2 separate regions of the Pan troglodytes genome follow, and region 2 is linked to region 1. Evidence: chromatin contacts called from public capture Hi-C data. All regions are on one chromosome and are shown on one strand. Each heading gives the region's core, a stretch centred on a gene start, on an enhancer-like site or on the middle of the called end of the contact. The rest is flanking DNA. Distances are from core to core; before and after follow the strand shown. Region 1 overlaps TRIO (trio Rho guanine nucleotide exchange factor). Region 2 overlaps TRIO (trio Rho guanine nucleotide exchange factor).

The links. Capture Hi-C pulls out chosen DNA fragments and counts their contacts.
Region 2: a contact with region 1 is called in a capture Hi-C map of stem cell-derived neural stem cells, with 3 times the contacts expected there. The contact joins two enhancer-like sites. A contact is called at or near these places in 1 of 7 Hi-C or Micro-C datasets (blood) and 1 of 1 other capture datasets (stem cell-derived neural stem cells).

What each region holds. Positions count from the first base shown.
Region 1 is chr4:14,834,720-14,838,822 of NHGRI_mPanTro3-v2.0_pri, reverse strand. The region is part of intron 1 of TRIO (trio Rho guanine nucleotide exchange factor); the gene reads right to left. Among named protein-coding and RNA genes, the nearest start is that of TRIO, 42 kb to the right of the region's middle. Within about 2 kb of position 2,357, at least 6 of the 24 cell types and tissues checked have an H3K27ac peak or open chromatin away from gene starts, as enhancers often do. A contact at or near this core is called in stem cell-derived neural stem cells, where this site is marked.
Region 2 is chr4:14,907,498-14,911,870 of NHGRI_mPanTro3-v2.0_pri, reverse strand. All of the region lies in intron 1 of TRIO (trio Rho guanine nucleotide exchange factor), which reads right to left. Among named protein-coding and RNA genes, the nearest start is that of TRIO, 110 kb to the right of the region's middle. Within about 2 kb of position 1,965, at least 3 of the 24 cell types and tissues checked have an H3K27ac peak or open chromatin away from gene starts, as enhancers often do. A contact at or near this core is called in stem cell-derived neural stem cells, where this site is marked.

The sequences.
Region 1 (4,103 bases), core at 1,108-3,607:
AAGCCCTTTCTCCTATTATGTTAATAATTCCTTCCTCCCCTCCCATATGTCTCATTTTGTCATTGTTTTGTAAACACATACATTACTTTAATAATGAGGAAACTCCACAGAACGCAACACCTAAATAACAATAATCACTTAAAGTACTTCACATAAAATAAACATTCATATCACCTTTTACTTAATTGGACTTTTATGTGGCATCTACTTAAAAATTCACACGTCAAATCTTGTTAGAAATATTCGCTTTTGCTCTTAAGTTCAAAAATCTACAAACAGAAGAAATAGAACTTACTTAGATTAAATAGGATGGCCTGTGGCTGTTAGATCCACTCCTTGGCACAATGGTTTTCAAAAACAGAGTCAAAGGTACTGACTGAGAGTCAATTATGGGGCAGATGTCATGTTAAGGACTGCAGGGAATAAAAATAAACAAAGCCCACAACACAGATGTTTACAATTTCTCGGTAATACAGAAAGACTGGCAATTCTCTCTGTACCTTAAGAGTCCCAGCCATCAAAAACACAAAACAAAACAACAGAAAGCATCTAGCAACTTCTGCTTTTCCGTAAAAATCCTTATCTCCCGTTAACTGTTGGCTGGGCATTAGATCTGTAGTCCTTGTTAATGCTATATACTACATTTTGAAACAGTGGAGTGGGGAAAAAATATAATACATTTTAGTACTTATCAACTTTTTGCAGTTGACACTATAATTAGACACGTAAGAGAGACCAGAACCGACATTCCCTAAAATACTAGCATCAGGTTCTGGTTCATCGCTTTAGGCTGCCTTGGACAAGTAACTTCTTCATCACACGACTTCTCCACATTTACATATCTTGGTATTACCAAGCCCTCACGCCCTATCTAATTTGCACAAATATTACTAAACATTAATATAACATTATCCACCATGGGAACAGGATATTGGTTCACACTAGCATGACAAAATCATGTGGCATTGTGCCCAAGAGTCTCAATCATTAGAAATTGATCACTAGCCGGGCGTGGTGGCTCATGCCTTTAATCCCAGCATTTTGGGAGGCCGAGACAGGTGGATCACCTTAAGTCAGGAGTACGAGACCAGCCTAGCCAACATGGTGAAACCTCATCTCTACTAAAAATACAAAAATCAGCCAGGCGTGGTGGCATGCACCTATAATCCCAACTACTTAGGAGGCTGAGGCAAGAGAATCGCTTGAACCAGTGGGGCAGAGGCTGCAGTGAGCCAAGACCGCACCACTGCACTCCAGCCTGGGCAACAGAGTGAGACTACACCTCAAAAAAAAAAAGAAAAAAAAAGAAAGAAGGAAATTGGTCACTAATGTGCAAATGACAGGCCGACTCATTCAGAAATGAATGCAAGAAACCCCGCGCCTCTGTGCAGGTAAGGCTGTCTGTCCCTGCCCACCCACCATAGCAACTCAAAGAAGGCAGCAACCAGAAAGGTTCCATCGGGGCCTTTCACTTCCATTTCCAATGAGTCCAAATTTAGACCGTGCTCTGGAACAAAGTGGAAAAACTATCTTGAAGCATGTTTTTGGAGTTCTTTAATATCCACTGGATGACTCACAGTTATGCATCATAGAGGCCAGGTACTTTTATTTCTATAAAAGGAATATGTTTGAGAGTTGGGAAGGCCAGCCTGGAGCTCAAAAGCCTGGTGATCAGGCCAGAAAAACAAGGGAGAAACTGGCTGTCTCCAGCTCGGGCAAAGTGGTTTTAAGGACCAAAAGCTGGTTTAAAATGTCACACTTGAGTTTGCAATTTATTTTCCAGCATAGTCCCATGAATCTAGTCAACATCTAAATACTACTCAGTAGTGCTAATTGGGTGTACCTCTTAAAAGTCTGTTTAACAAGCTATTCAAAACACTCTGGTCCCCAGCTGCCTAGGAAAATATTCTGAAAACATTTACTAGGGCACAACTAGGAATCGGCCTTTTGCACAGTTCTTCACTGGCGGAGGTACTCAAAATTGCAAAACAGTCTTCTCCAATTGGAAGATGAAAAACTCCACACTCCTCACCCCACCCCATGTCCACCACCCATAACTAGACTGTCCCTGGGTAAGATCTGAGAAGCTCCAGTGAGTCACCAAGGACTCACATTTGTCCATTTCACTTTACAAATGAGAGAAATCAACCCGTCTGTAAGAGGGGCAAGCCAAGTCTGAATGTCACTCACCCACCACGTTCCTAGCAACTTGGCCTTTTTTCCCTCTGTCTTCTCCCAATCATTTTCACTCATCCTTCAGCCCCTCCCCACCCTTTCCTAGGCATTTGGCCTGAGAAGAGCTGCCCCAGTTTCTCCCTGCTCTTCAGCCAGGAGCCATCTCTGCCTAAGTGCAGGCAGGGGCAGGTGGCAAGGGATCCAGCCAGCTCCAGTGCGTGTGTGGCCAGTCTGGGCCTGGGAGCCTGCTCAGAGCCAGCAGACGTGCTGTGGCTGCCATGTTTAACAACTATGCTGGGCACGTTTTTCATCACAGCTATGCAAAGGGTGCCCACCCCAGTTAGGCCCAGGAAGAACTGTGCTATTCATGTTTTTAAGTATTCACCATTCAGTCTGCATCAGGAGTTTTCAGGATTCAATTTGGGTGAAAGAAAATAGGACCAAGTGCTTCTGTAATCCTCCAGAACTTTCACTGTTCTGGTTTCAAGGGTGAGAACACCCACTATTAGCCTTTAGAAGAAACAAGAAGGAAAGGAGAGAGAGAATGGTGGTGGGGGGCGGGGAAGGGGGGCAAATTTTATGGGGGAAGTGGAAAGGCCCAGATGTTCAGGATTGAAAATCACTGAAAATAACTAAAATGCCTTTGAGATGTGGCAGTCCACATAAGTTTTAGGGAAATCCTAAAACTGTCCATGAGTCATGGACGACTGAGATGGACCCAAATAAGGAGGTATTGGTGACGTCCACCCAAGCCTGGCACCAAGTATGCTGCTCCAAGGAGGAGCCCGATTTTGGGTTAGGAGTGAGAACACTCAACGTGATTAATGAGCAGTAGGACTGCCCTCGTGCATTAGATTAGAGTACAGACGCAGGAGGGAAGCACAGCAGTGGCTGTAGGGCGCCAACCCCGCAACCGCACTGGACCCGAGAGGCGTCCACGCTCACACCCACTAACCTAACTTCATTTTTTTTCTGAAACACCAAGAACTAACTACATAGGCTATGTACTGGAAAGAAACATACTAGAACAAGTGTTTTACATTAAGACTTTGCATCAGGAGCATTTAAAAGATGCTGAGATGCGCTCTTTCCTCTAAGAATATGTGGTGTTCATATGAAGACATAAACAATTAGCAAGGGAAATTAGACTCGTGCATAGCAATGAAGTCCTGAATTACACTAGAGGCTAATATAAAGAAAATGCAAACACTTTTCCAGTCCACTGGAGCTTTATAGTTTGCTCAGTATTATTTTCTAAAAACATATGTTCAAAGTCTCAATAACATTGCCAAGTGCCTTTAGTAGAGTGCAGGGCACGTTGCAGAAGGGAAGCTGTGATCCCATGGCTGTACAGAGGCCATGGGACAAGGTGGCCTTGCAGCCTTGGGACACATCACTGCAGCAGCTTCCCACTGTGATTGTGCTGAGAGGATACACAAACAGCGCACAGTGCTCTCTTCGGCTCTCAAAACAGAACTGCTGTTGCTAAGCTGAGCAGCAAAGCTCTTTTAAAAAAACATTTCTAAATCCCCACAGGATGATTTCTGCAAGGCGTTTCGTTACTAGCCGGCTGGATTTTTAACAGACATGGCACCCAACCATCCAAACACACAGCATTCTCTGTCATGGCTGCTCATCTGGCCTAGGAGCTCTGAGGTCAAGGTCCATCAACAGTCCTCCTAGAGAAACCCTGGAGCCACACATCAGAGAGCCAAAATAAGAACTGTATTTTTTAAAGTCTGGGATACATCCTTACCTTAGAAGCCATGTCCTCTTGGGTAATTTATTAATCTTTTTAAAAAAATGGTTACCACGAAAATAAAATCAAAGTAAAACAGTCACTATCTGCCAAAGGTTAACAGTTGGCAGTGTCCCTCAGGATCCCAGAACACCAACAAACAACCTCTAGATATCCCAAATGGGCAGTG
Region 2 (4,373 bases), core at 716-3,215, 73 kb before region 1:
CACAGATAAACAAAAAAGGGTTTAAGGAGGGGGTAGGTGCAGGTACTAGTCACTGAAGCCACAATCCTCATCCAGGGGCCTTGCTCACCAACAAATGCCTACCAATCCCCTCTACTCCAGTATTCTGTGTTGATTCATTTTCCAGCCCTGGGGAAAACATACACCAAAGCCGAGTGTCTGAACAAGCTATCAATTAATCTGAGTGACCAGTAATTATGTTGAATTTAAAATACAGTATCAGAGTTACTAAATTACACATATAAAATACCAAAGTTTCCCTAATGTACTCCACAAAGTTAAGATACTTTAGGTCCATGCCCACTGCAAAAATCCCATTAATTCATTTACTCCTATTAATATATAATATAAAGTAAATGCCACAAACAAACATCAGAATTTTTAACTTAAGGTTTGAAAAGTTATTTCCACTTCAGTAAGCATGGATTTGATTCTAACATGAAACTCAGTGCAAAAATAAATCTTTAATAACATCAAAGAATTTGGCAAAACTTTCTGCCAGTCAGTCCCTTGATAAAGCTTAGAATTGTGTTTAATCGCTTGGCATTCATAAAATACATATTTATGCATGGTACTCTCTTAAACCCCAGAGATTTTTCCCCTAAATGGCATGTTCCTGATTTTAAGAAGCTTATACTCTAAAACAAAATAAAACACACATTAGACAAACCAGTAGCCTTAACTGTGTAAACAGTAAGAGCTGACAAATATGTCTTCCAAAATACACTGTTATGTGTAAAGAGATATAGATACTGTTATTATTAATTAGACAAATCCATTTAAAAGTGTTACTTTTCATTGAAATGCTTTATTATCACTGACACTAAAAATAAGTCCTTAACATAAAAAAGGTGTTCCAGACCATTCTGAAAGGGTTGGAAACGCTTGCTGTAGAGATTAGAAACACAAAGCACATTAGTGAATAATAATGTAAGTAACATGTTCAAAGATTAATACTGTGATGTTCTAATATTAGAAACCCGTATTATAGCTCACATATAAACTGCCTTGCCTAAGTTACTTCAGTTAATCTACTTTGCTTTGACAGCTTTGTTCCTTCTTCTCTGAATGTAATTTGCAATACATCTGATGCTCTGAGGATTCAGCCGATCAGAAGCCAGCCAAGTCCTGCTCTTTAGATGTTTATTGACCTGCAGAGGCCAGACAGCCTTGTAGCAGTCTAAGAACCCCCGTAAGAGCAATCCTGTTACTGTTACGACAACTCAAAAAAAAAAAAAAAAAACCTGGCACTTTGTAACTTGTTTTTAGGCTGAATTCAGCATGCAATCTACAGTTAATTTGGAAGTTTTCTTCCAGATCCTTCTATTTGTTGTAAAAAGATTTGACTGCTCAACAAGTATGTTAACCCAGAGGCCATACCTGTCCAACTGTCTCAGGATTATACTGATGCTGGCAACCACTGGCTTTTGCTCATATTGACTCAGGTGCTGCTGTCCTGCCCTACACCCTCTTTTCCCAAGCAGAAAAAGAATTCTGGTAGATAGGCCCCTATCATTTACCCTCCTACTGAATTGCTAATGAGAAATTTAAGAAATTACAAAGAGGGTTGAGAAAAGTAATGCATCTGCTAACGCAGAAAACAAAGAGAAAAGAGAAATTCATTTCAATTCTTCTCCTCCTACCCCTTTCCCCTCAAATTACCTTCTGCATACAGACAAAAGCTGAGTGGTGGGTTTTTGTTTTTTTTTAATTCTGGTTAAAAATGTGTTTATTAAGCCAAATAATCTAAATATACTGATGGGAAAACAAATTTTGACACAGAAACAGATTTGCTGTGATGGACTCACCTCTCTCTTGGCATCTGTATACATATTCAAACACATTCACTGGTCAACAGAACGATGCAAACACACACACTAAGACCGAAAGTGACCACTGGAGGCGTGAGGACCCTCCGGGACCTGGCAGAGGGAAGCCTCAGGAGGAAATCACTGCTTGGAGACGCAAGTGAGCTTGAGGAAACGACCAGCTCACTTGTGGCCTGGTGGCGTCTCCTCCCTTGGATTACCTCAGGGGAGGTTGGTACTTAGGAACTCGAAGGCAGCACAGGCTCAGAGGACTGCGCATCAGTGCCCTGCAGCCCACCACCCAGCAGGACTGCAGCCCTCATCTGCTTCCACTGTCTTGAAATGACACGGCACAGCTAATCCAGTGATCACAAAAAGTTCCCACAGAAGCAGCTCCAACTGTGTGACCATCTCACTCATTATCCCCCTGGGCCACTGCTGTGGAGCAGGAGGCCGGGATGGCTAGAGGCAACTGGGCTGGTGCTGGGGCCACAGGGCCTCCTCCTGCTTGCTACTGGGGGGCCCTCAATAAATACTGGGGAGGTAGAAGGTGAGAGGCAGACGAAGCTCTTCCGCAGTTTTATATCTTTAGACACCTGCCCTGCAGTGCCCAATCTGAGTGGGGTAAGATCCTAAAAGACTCTGCAAAGCTGAACGTCTTGTAGGCTGGGGAATCTGTTTTCCTTTTTCCAGTCTCCTAATTGCTACACTCCTGACAGGACATCTCAGTATCTTATCTACTAGAAAGCACAGGGAACATCGTTTTCCAAATTAAACTCAGTATAGTAATAAAAACGGCAGGGCAGTAAGGACATTTAAATAAGGTGTGTGGCACTCCCTCACCGGCCAACTCTCTGCACCTACAGCATCATTCCAGTACCCTGCAGGGAGACCTCAGGGTGCCTGCTGCCCCAGGAGCTGGGATCCAGCAGAGGAAATGACACAGGGTTACAAGCAGCCACCTTAAAAGGGAGCTACACACATGGGGATGAGGTGTGGAGAGGATTCAGGAGCACGCTCGCTGTGGGGACAGGCAAAGCTGCACTTCACTAGCATTACAAGTGTTAAGTACATCGGCTGCAAACCACAATGGTGCCACAACTCAAAACGAAATTTTGTGTCAACAGTTACTTAGGTGTCTAGTTAGGAGCCTGGGCTTGCCACCTCCCAGGGGGGGTGACTGTGGGCAGATACCTAGTCTCTCCAAAGCTTCGCTTCCTCGTCTGTGAAATGGACAGCCTGAGAATCACAGCTCACAGAACTCACTAACAAATGCTATCAGTAGCAGTTGTAACAGTATTAAAGTATTAATATCTGAAACTTAGCTGGACAAGTTTGGTAAGTGCTTTAAATAACTGAATTTTGGGAATTTTTGCCCATTTACCTAAAATTATTGTATTCTATTAAGATAGACATCTTTACTTAAAACTAAAAGAACAGACTGAGACATGTAATTATTGTTAAAAGCCACTAACAAATAGACATATTTTTAAAAATCCACACAATCATAGTAAATTAACCTGACTATAAATAATTTCTCCATAACTTCTCCCAGGTGGACTATAAATAATTTAAGGAACTATAAGGCAATGGGAAAGTCAGGCCACTCGGGAAGATCTTTCCCACGCCCCGTCTGTCCCCCTTCCCCACCCCACAAGCACCTGAGCACTCTTAGGGTCCTGCTCAGCCTTGCTCCTGGCTGTGAAAAGGGCCAGCCAGAATACAACCAGAAATGGAAACACATGAGCCAAAAAAACCACGTGAGCAAATTTTTTTTTTTTTTTCCTGGAAGAGACTACTAACTACCTCTCTCCCAAATGGTGACAACAAAAGCTTCGATAACCTGTCTATCTTTCTGCATCTTGTTACTTGTGCTAAGAATTCCGTGTCTCCCTTGAAGGATGGAGGTGGGACAGATGAGAGTGAATGCTATCACAACGCATTGCAGCTGGGGCCTCACACTTGCTAGTGGCCCCGGGATCTGGTGGAGGTGCCTGCGGGATCCTGTCTGGTGTCCAGAGGGCAAGAGGGCGGAAAGCTGCGACTGGACAACAGGAGGTCGCCAGAGGCACAGACAGACCTCATTCTCCTCCCATCTTCGGCTTCCACCTTTGGGCTCCCTTTTCAATAGGCAGACATCTCTCATTTTAACAGACGATCAAAAATAAACAGGATCTTCCCACTCTACTTTGACACAGAGGCAAACACCACAGGGAACAGTGACTGGACACACAGACAAAGATGCCAGCCTTTGTACACACACTGCCCTTGGTGCCACACCCTTGGCCCACTATGCTAAAGGCTGAACTCATTTGTTTAAAGTAATGAAAAGCCACACTAAGTTTTCCTTCTTTATTCTTGCAAAAGCCAGGCCAGATGGTTTTGTGAAAGCTCACAGTACGATATCATCAGTCAACTCTGCGACCAAAACACTTTAACACCTTCAAAACCTCCAAACAGGAGGAGGACGGGCGGTTGCCATTATAGTAAATAACTTCTAAGGGGCCTGGTGGTTTTAAATATTCAATTACTCACTTTATGGTAAAA